Linked DNA regions of Danio rerio: all the other regions are linked to region 1. Evidence: chromatin contacts called from public HiChIP or PLAC-seq and Micro-C data. All regions are on one chromosome and are shown on one strand. The core of a region is the stretch at or near the end of the contact, and the rest is flanking DNA. Distances in the headings are between cores, read along the strand shown. Region 1 holds the start of ttc23 (tetratricopeptide repeat domain 23). Region 2 holds the start of kmt5b (lysine methyltransferase 5B). Region 3 holds the start of syt19 (synaptotagmin XIX).

Region 1 (2,700 bases), core at 149-2,648:
TACTATGATGTGCACAAATGACTAATTGTTTTGAGAAATGCATTAACTGTTGTGCAAATGTAAATAGTGTTGTGAGAAATGCACAAAAGCCACTGGGAAAAACTGTAATATCTTAAATGAATTGCTCACTGTCCTTAAATGTTTCAGTCTTAAATATTTTTTAAGTGGTATTAAACCCTCAAGACGACTGAATGCTCAAGGTTGTAATTGGATACCTTTGTTGTTTTGCAGGCTATATAAGACCTGTTCATAATGCACTGCATGTCAGCTACCCACAATGTGGGCTTATGATAATGTGGTTCATGTTTTTTTCAAAATAGATGGCCATTTGCAATACATATACTCAGCAATGGGGTTTTAGTTTATTTATAGGCTACACAATCCCATTGAAATCCAATTTATTATCAGAATCAGAAAGAGCTGTATTGGGATGTTTACACATACAAGCAACTTGTATTCATGTATTCTGTTTCCATAGTTCAACAGAATGAGAGTACTGGACAAAAAAAATCACAGATAATAAAGGCATTAAGAAAGAAAGTAGTAAATAGAGAATAAAAATATTTTACAAAATTGAAAAATGTATGAACAGGTATATCACTATATACAATATTGTCTGTAATTTATTTATGTATAATTTAAAGTATTTATAATAAACTCTGCTGTCAACATGCATAAACGGTTTTTCTTTCTGCCATAAATATAAATGGATAACCTAACTATAGGTAACCTAATAAAGTCCTTCAGGTTAGCACTCCCTCGGTTAACAATTTAGCAATTTTACTAAAAACTATTAACAAAGACGCTGAGCGGTGTGGTGGCTTTGAATTAGGTAAGCTAAATTGTCCATAGTGTATGTGTGTGAATGAGAGTGTATGAATGTTTCCCAGTACTGTGTTGCAGCTCGAAAGGCATCCTCTGTGTTAAACATATGCTGGATAAGTTGGCAGTCCATTCCGCTGTGGCGACCCCTGATTAATAAAGGGACTAAGCCGAAAAGAAAATTAATGAATGAATTAACAAAGACTATAGGACACTTAATATTTAGTAGGCTACTTAAATGGGACCTTTTTTCTATAAATGCAGTATTATTGTAAATGTTAAAAATTTGATAAACGCATAAGATATTGAATTAGATAATCATAAATTATTACTATTTTTACGAGGTACTACATTTTAAATATTCAATTATAAATGAGCAATTTCCAACATGTACATTATTGGAAAGATTTAAAATACTTCTGAAGAAATTTACTGCTAAAAATATAAAGGTTCAGATGTATGTAAGAACAGAAGCATTATGGCGTTAAAATGCTCAATTATTATTTATCAATGTAGTGACTTGAGAGTCACATGACCCGCCCATGTGTAGGAATCAGCCAATCACAGCGTTTGTTTGGGTTTCGTGATAGTCGTTTCTCGGTTGCACAGGCACAGCTCTGACTTCCAGTGTGCCTGAAAAGATCGTTGCAGTCTTTGAAGAGCAATATAAAAGAGAAATCATTCTTACCATCAATCAAAAGCCGGCTTGTACTGTAATTTGACTGCTCAGTGTCATTTGCCTTCGCCATTAAAATGAGCCTGGCACCGCACAGCGGACCGTTTGGCGCATCACAGCAGGACTGCTCAGTCACTGCGCTGGATGAATCGTATGTATTCATTTTTCTAATAGTTCAGTCAAAAACGGAACATTCTCTTATTATTTTCTCTTTCTAGTCGTTTAAAACCAGTTTGACATTATTTGGTCTGTGGGAAAACAAAATGAGGGGTCAGAATGAGATTGTTAGGGACTCCTCAGCTCTCAGCTCAACTCCTACTCTGACCAATTTCTCATTCAGATGCAGAAGTGCCATCTGAAATTGTCTTCTAAAACACACTTTTTCTTTTAGTTTTCTGTATGTAGGTTTTGTGATTTCACTTTAATAGCAGAGAATAGATTTTTTATTATCTTTAAAAAGTGAATTAGGTTTACAGAAACATGAGAGGCTGTGGTAATATATAGAGGTAAAGTTGGTTTTATATTCGCACATTCAGACTTTCCCCTTAATAATAAAAATTTATAAAAGTATTATTTGCAAACTCTAAACAGTGAAATCATATTACCCGCCAATGACTATCAAAGTACAACATTGTTCACAGTCAAACAAACAGTGTTAATGTTGTTTTCAAGTCACACTTGCATGCTAATTCCAATCGAATATTCAAAGTAACATGGTAAACAGTATAGAGACTTCTAAATGAATGAATATGTGAATATAAAATCAACTTTAACTTTACCGCTATTGGAAATATGCATTTTAGAAGAAAAAAATCAAATGGTACTTAATTTTTTTTTTTACATCCGAACTCCATGCAGTGAAAGGGGGATGTTTCTCAACACCTAATATTGTAGGTATAATTCATCATGTTTTGAAAAACTGCTTAGCTCAGAACTTTTGCAGATTCACCAGCTTCAACATGAGCAGCAGTGGCAGTTCTGGAGAATACCTTCAGGAAGCAGATTCAACAATAATCTCACAGAAAGAAGATGGAAAGAATTACAGCATGATTACTCCTGCAGAGAAACTATCTCTTTGTGAGAGACGGGCTCATTCTTTTGCTGATAGTGAAGAGGTATGCATAGAATAATACTGTGCTCTGCAATATATAAATTATGCGTTAGGTAACCATATTAGTCCCACAGCATATCAATAATACATT
Region 2 (2,700 bases), core at 141-2,640, 290 kb after region 1:
AACTTTTAGGTTTTCTAAAGTGAAAGGCTCAGTCAAGAAAAAGTTATTTGTAACAGTATTTACAACATCCTAGAGTCTGGATTTTGCTTCTTGTCACATAATGATGGATGATCTCAAACTCATGGGTTGCTGCAACCATAAAAAAATCTAAAGCTGCCAGCTCACATGTTTGTCTCCACACATAGATCCGTCTGCATCAGCAAGCTCATGCTCCAGATAGTTGTAAATACCCCCAGGATTGTTTTCCATGACCATGGATGAAAAGTAATAATGTTGTAAATAATGTTTTGTTTCTTGCACAGAAATACTGCTTCACTTCACAAGACTTCAGCGTATTGCATGAGTCACTTTCTTTCTTTCTTTCTTTCTTTCTTAAATTCTCAAAGTTTAATTAGACTTTCATTTTATGAATGAGAAAGGACCACACTTTCAGCTTAAAATCGTATTTACTATTCTAATGAAGAAATAAGGATATCTTGTATAGTATGTGAGTGATTAGATTAACAACATTTCTTTATATTTAAGTGAACAAACTCTTTAATGTATTATATATTCAGACATGGCTGTGTATGCTTAAATGTATTTTAGCTTTGGTTTTGCTTGTTGAGTTTTTATGTTTGTTTATTTTGTCTTGTAAATTTTCTTTACCATTCTTTAGTGACAATAATACTAAAATCGGTCAAGATTATGTTGAAAAATCAATGTCTAAAGATCATTTTCATTGTTCAATGTATGTGAAAACATATTTTACAGCAACAGACTTTATTGCCACAATAGACTTTATTAAATATATATTCAATTACTAAATAGTTGTTAGTATTTGCATAAAACTCAAAAAATATTAGTATGCATATATGTTTACATATAATGTAACGTTACAACTCAAAGCAAAAGATAAGATAACTCTTGTATAATATAATATAATATAATATAATATAATATAATATAATATAATATAATATAATATAATATAATATAATATAATATAATACCACATTAAAGCTAAAGCAGAAAATGAGTGAATTTGTGCGAGGCGATGGTGCGGTGGGATGCTGTTGCTGCTCTACGGAAACACAAGCGCACTGAGCCGCAAGTGCACATTTAAAGGGGTACAACAACAACGCTGTCTTTGTATACATTAGAGTTTGTCGAGGCGTTTATAGCGCTCGATCACCATCCAGCCGCCTTTTCTTTGCGCGACGGTATTATACGGACAGTTTGGGAGTTAAAAAGATGGATTGAGCGTCAAAGTACGGCCTATAATTCAAACATTTTGGGTCTATTTCTTTCCGAGGCGGCTCGGTTGTCCTGTCGTCTCTGTTGATCTGGAAACGGCCGCCATCTTGAATTTTAATGTAATATTTTCGAACAGTTTTCCGGCAATGTGACATTTTTGGAATTGCATTGGACTTTGATGATGGATAAGGCTTGAGCCAGAAGGAAAAACGTGAGTATTTAAGCTAGATCGTCGATTCAGTATCCGACTTCACTCTTGCACAGGGCTGTTCCGGGTGTCGCCTAGCAATCGCAGTTAGCCGCACATTAGGCCCGGTGTGATGCTTCTTTATTTTCGGTTAATGTCAGTATCTATAAAAATGTGCGTAGAAATAATACTTATCCTGCACCAACATGCTCTTATAATAGTTATTATGATGCTGGAACATTTACCTAGAACTCTGTTTTAGAAATCGATGTTCTGCCGGTTCGGCAAGTCTCATTGTTTTGTTAGCTCGATGCTAAGCTAGTTAGCATATATCAAGTGCTTTTTACTGCTAATTTAGGGTGTTAGCCTTATGGAACGCAACATAACTCGTTGATTCGCACTTTAAAACATCAACGTTGCTTACAGTTTAAGTAAAGCTATAATTTGATGTGTAACCCTAAATCCGCGTGTTAATGTGGTTTGTGTGGGGATTTAAATGCACCGTCGCTAATATGGGAGTGTTTAAGCCACTACGGGGAAGTGCATTAATGTAACAAATCAGTGATATTTGTGCATACTATCAATTTTAGAAAATGTTGGTTTATTCGAGACGTCATTTCCAACACCATGTCGATTGAAATTTCTACGTTTGTGGGTAAAACCGGGCAGCTTATCTTATTTCCAAAAGTAGCCACGTGGTGGCGCTATGCACCTAAGAATAATTTAAAAGTAATCATCTCAAACATTTGAAGTGAATTCATAGTTCATGGCATGCTGGTAATGAAATGAACCTGTACTGTTTGTGTTGAAGTTGTTGAAGTATTATTGGCAATATAATCATATCAAAAGTACATTAAACAACGTTTTTTTTTTTTTGAACAGGTGAAGTCAAATCTAAAGAAACAATTAAAGACGACAGATCTGACCTTATTCCCATTGTACCTGTCGCTGTCTTGTTGAATGGTTTCTCACAAGCACACAGAAGCTCAATGCGCCTTCTCCATACCGCCAGCTGGTATGAAGTAGATGGGAGAATCCAAGAACATGGTGCTGAATGGCAGGAGACATGGCAGAAAGTTCTCCAGTAATCAGCCCGTAAGCAAATCCAGGCTGCAAAACACACAGAGATCCCATCTTCGCCAGAACAAAGGCTCCCCGAGTGTCAGAAGATGCAGTCGACGTAAGTTCATAAAACAATTTATTGTATTTTACCAGTAGTTAGTTTTTCTATTAGTTATTCATGTCAAATGTTCAAACAGGTTGTGGTGGGGCGCCCC
Region 3 (2,754 bases), core at 211-2,710, 350 kb after region 1:
GTTTTTCATCTATGTTGTTTGATCTTGGTTAGAGCAAGCAGTAAATACGGAAGTAAACACAGCACATATTAGGTGCATTCCAGGTAATGACGATTATGATGGCTTATGCAAATTATTCTTACCATAGCTTGTTTACCATTCTGAAAACCTCCTCTTTTAGCTGGCTGGCCATCTGTTAATAAAACATTCACAGGAATCAAATAGATCTTGATAGGTATTTTGCATAAACCCTATTAGCTTTGCTGCTAAACAATCTCATTGTTTAATTCATATAACATTGAAAAGGAAGTTATTTAATTAAATAAACATGTAAATTAATTGTCAGCATCTTTACTGCAAACTTTAGTGTCACATGATTATTCAGAAAACTTTTTAATATGCCGATTTGGTTCTAAAAGAAACATGTTTATTATCATTATCATTTTTTAAAATTCTTTAAATAGAAAGTTAAGAGGAATATTAAAAATATTATTTACAAATAATATTATTATTGTGATTATACATTATAAATAATTTAAATGTACATTTGATTACTTATTATCCATTTTTATTTCAAATTTGAATTGCTTTCCAAAACAATAAAACCATTTTACTGACATTTAATTGTTAGGGATATCATAAATAATATCAAACTTCCTATACAATACTGCATATTTAAGGCACATATTTTAAAAGGATTATTTCAAACAGCAGCTGTTCATAGTAATATATACTAATCAGTCAGTTAATTTGCAAGAAAACTTACCAGCTCTTTGCAAAACGCGAAACTGTGTACAGTAGCGGTAAATTTGCCATATCAAAAAGCCAAGGGCTGCAAGGAAAACCACAGCTGATATGGCCAAGATACTATACTCAACTTGCTCAGAGAATAGCAGTCGAAGACTCAAAGCCATAAACACCATATTGTCGTTCTGCCATGTACAACCCTGGAAATGAATGACATAAAGGTATTCCTGATATCCGTTATTCATATGTACAGAAAATCTGAATAAATGTACATTAATGTATACTATGTATAATGCACGTTGCATAATTTTTAAAAACACACTACATTTAGTATCTTGAGAACTAGTTACGACACTTTCCAAGAAAGACATATCTTTGTAGCTTAAGGCTTTAATAAACATCAATTTTAAAAAGGAAATCACAATTAAAAACACTAAGTTGAAAGCCCTACCTTTTCAAGCTTTAGTTTTCCACCTTTAGTTCCATTTTGTAAATAAACTATGACGGGAGCATATCCATATTCCTACATAGTTGACAGTGATCACCTGACAAATGATCAGCAAACACAAATGGCAAACCTGTTGGATCACTTGTTCATTCAGCTCTTATTAAACATGCTTGATCTTCACTGCCTTCAGGAACCTTTAACTAATACAAGATGTGTTTCAATGGCATATGTAGAACTGTTGGCTTTCTACTACTCCACTATGCAAATCGAATGTCCAGTGTATCACTGACTTGTAGCCAAATAGCCAGAGCTTGAAAGATTAGATATTTGCTCATGAAAAATAGTTTGAGTGTCAGTATGGGAGATGGGAGAACCTTCATTTTCCTCTTTAAAAAATTATATGCATAGGAATGTCATGAACTGTTTTATTGAAAAACTGTAGATAATTAGTTTATTTCTTATGATGGAATAATTTATAATAGTGCAACTGACACAACTGCACTATGCAATGAGAAATATAATATTAAAAATGAGACATACACTACCTAACAAAAGTCTTGCCATTGATCCCAGTTGTAAGAGCAACAAATAATAACTTCTAGTTGGATCATTTGGAAAAGTGGCAGAAGGTTGATTTTGTTTTTCAGATGAATCATCTGTTGAACTGCATCCCAATCATTACAAATACTGCAGAAGACCTGTTGGAACCAGCATGAGCCCAAGATTCTCATAGAAATCAGTCAAGTTTAGTGAAGGAAAAATCATGGTTTGGGGTTACATTGAGTATGGGGGCATGTGATAGATCTGCAGAGTGGATGGCAACATCAACAGCCTGAGGTATCAAGAAATTTGTGCTGCTCAAAACTACAGGAAAAGGCAAATTCTTCAGCAGGATAGCGCTCCTTCTCATACTTCAGCTTCAACATCGAAGTTCCTGAAAGCAAAGAAGGTCAAGGTGCTCCAGGATTGGCCAGCCCAGTCACCAGAATGAACATTATTGAGCATGTAGGCGGAAGATGATGGAGGAGGTATTGAAGATGAATCCAAAGAATCTTGATGAACACTGGGAGTCCTGCAAGAATGCTTTCTTTGCCATTCCAGATGACTTTATTAATAAGTTATGTGAGTCATTGCAGAGATGCATGGATGCAGTCATCCAAGCTCATGGGAGTCATACACAATATTAATTATTTTCCCACTGCACCATGACTTTATATTCTATACAGAACATTATTTCTGTTAAGTAACAAGACCTTTGTCCAAGCAAAGTCAGACCTTGCTGTCCTAATTTGATAATTAAATCAGGTCATGATCATATTTTATTTTGGTAAAATAGGCATGATTTGAGACCTTTGTCTTTCATATAAGCCACTTCTAACACCAAATGATCAACTACAAGTCAAGTTATTTGTTGTTCCTAAAACTTGAAAAGGTGATGACTTTTATCAGTTACATAATGAATATAACATTCAAAATGGTTTAGGATATAATACATTTTAACAATAAATGATCAGAAAGAAAACACATTTAACCTCAATACAACCTTTAATTCGAAAAGCTTGCACTTTAAGCATTACAAA

Evidence for each region. Hi-C and Micro-C count contacts between places; a contact is called where the count stands out from the background. HiChIP or PLAC-seq counts read pairs in DNA pulled down with a chosen protein or histone mark.
Region 2: a contact with region 1 is called in an H3K4me3 HiChIP or PLAC-seq map of gastrula embryo, with 2.9 times the contacts expected there. The contact joins the promoter of kmt5b here to the promoter of ttc23 in region 1. A contact is called at or near these places in 2 of 4 datasets of contacts at active chromatin or transcription factors (embryo and gastrula embryo).
Region 3: a contact with region 1 is called in a Micro-C map of caudal fin, with 4 times the contacts expected there. The contact joins the promoter of syt19 here to the promoter of ttc23 in region 1. A contact is called at or near these places in 3 of 18 Hi-C or Micro-C datasets (caudal fin, embryo and an unstated tissue).

The regions. Positions count from the first base shown.
Region 1 is chr18:22,212,856-22,215,555 of GRCz12tu, forward strand. ttc23 (tetratricopeptide repeat domain 23) reads left to right here and starts at 1,399. Exons shown (of 11, transcript XM_073930314.1): 1 at 1,399-1,649; 2 at 2,442-2,613. The coding sequence starts at 1,576.
Region 2 is chr18:22,501,324-22,504,023 of GRCz12tu, forward strand. kmt5b (lysine methyltransferase 5B) reads left to right here and starts at 1,391. Exons shown (of 10, transcript NM_001007337.2): 1 at 1,391-1,447; 2 at 2,306-2,603; 3 at 2,683-2,700. The coding sequence starts at 2,450. It also overlaps a transcript of anpeplb not described here.
Region 3 is chr18:22,557,988-22,560,741 of GRCz12tu, forward strand. It overlaps syt19 (synaptotagmin XIX), which reads right to left and starts at 1,461. Exons shown (of 7, transcript XM_073930316.1): 1 at 1,178-1,461; 2 at 746-926; 3 at 123-172. The coding sequence starts at 902. si:dkey-12e7.4 reads right to left here. Exons shown (of 6, transcript NM_001144042.1): 6 at 2,705-2,754.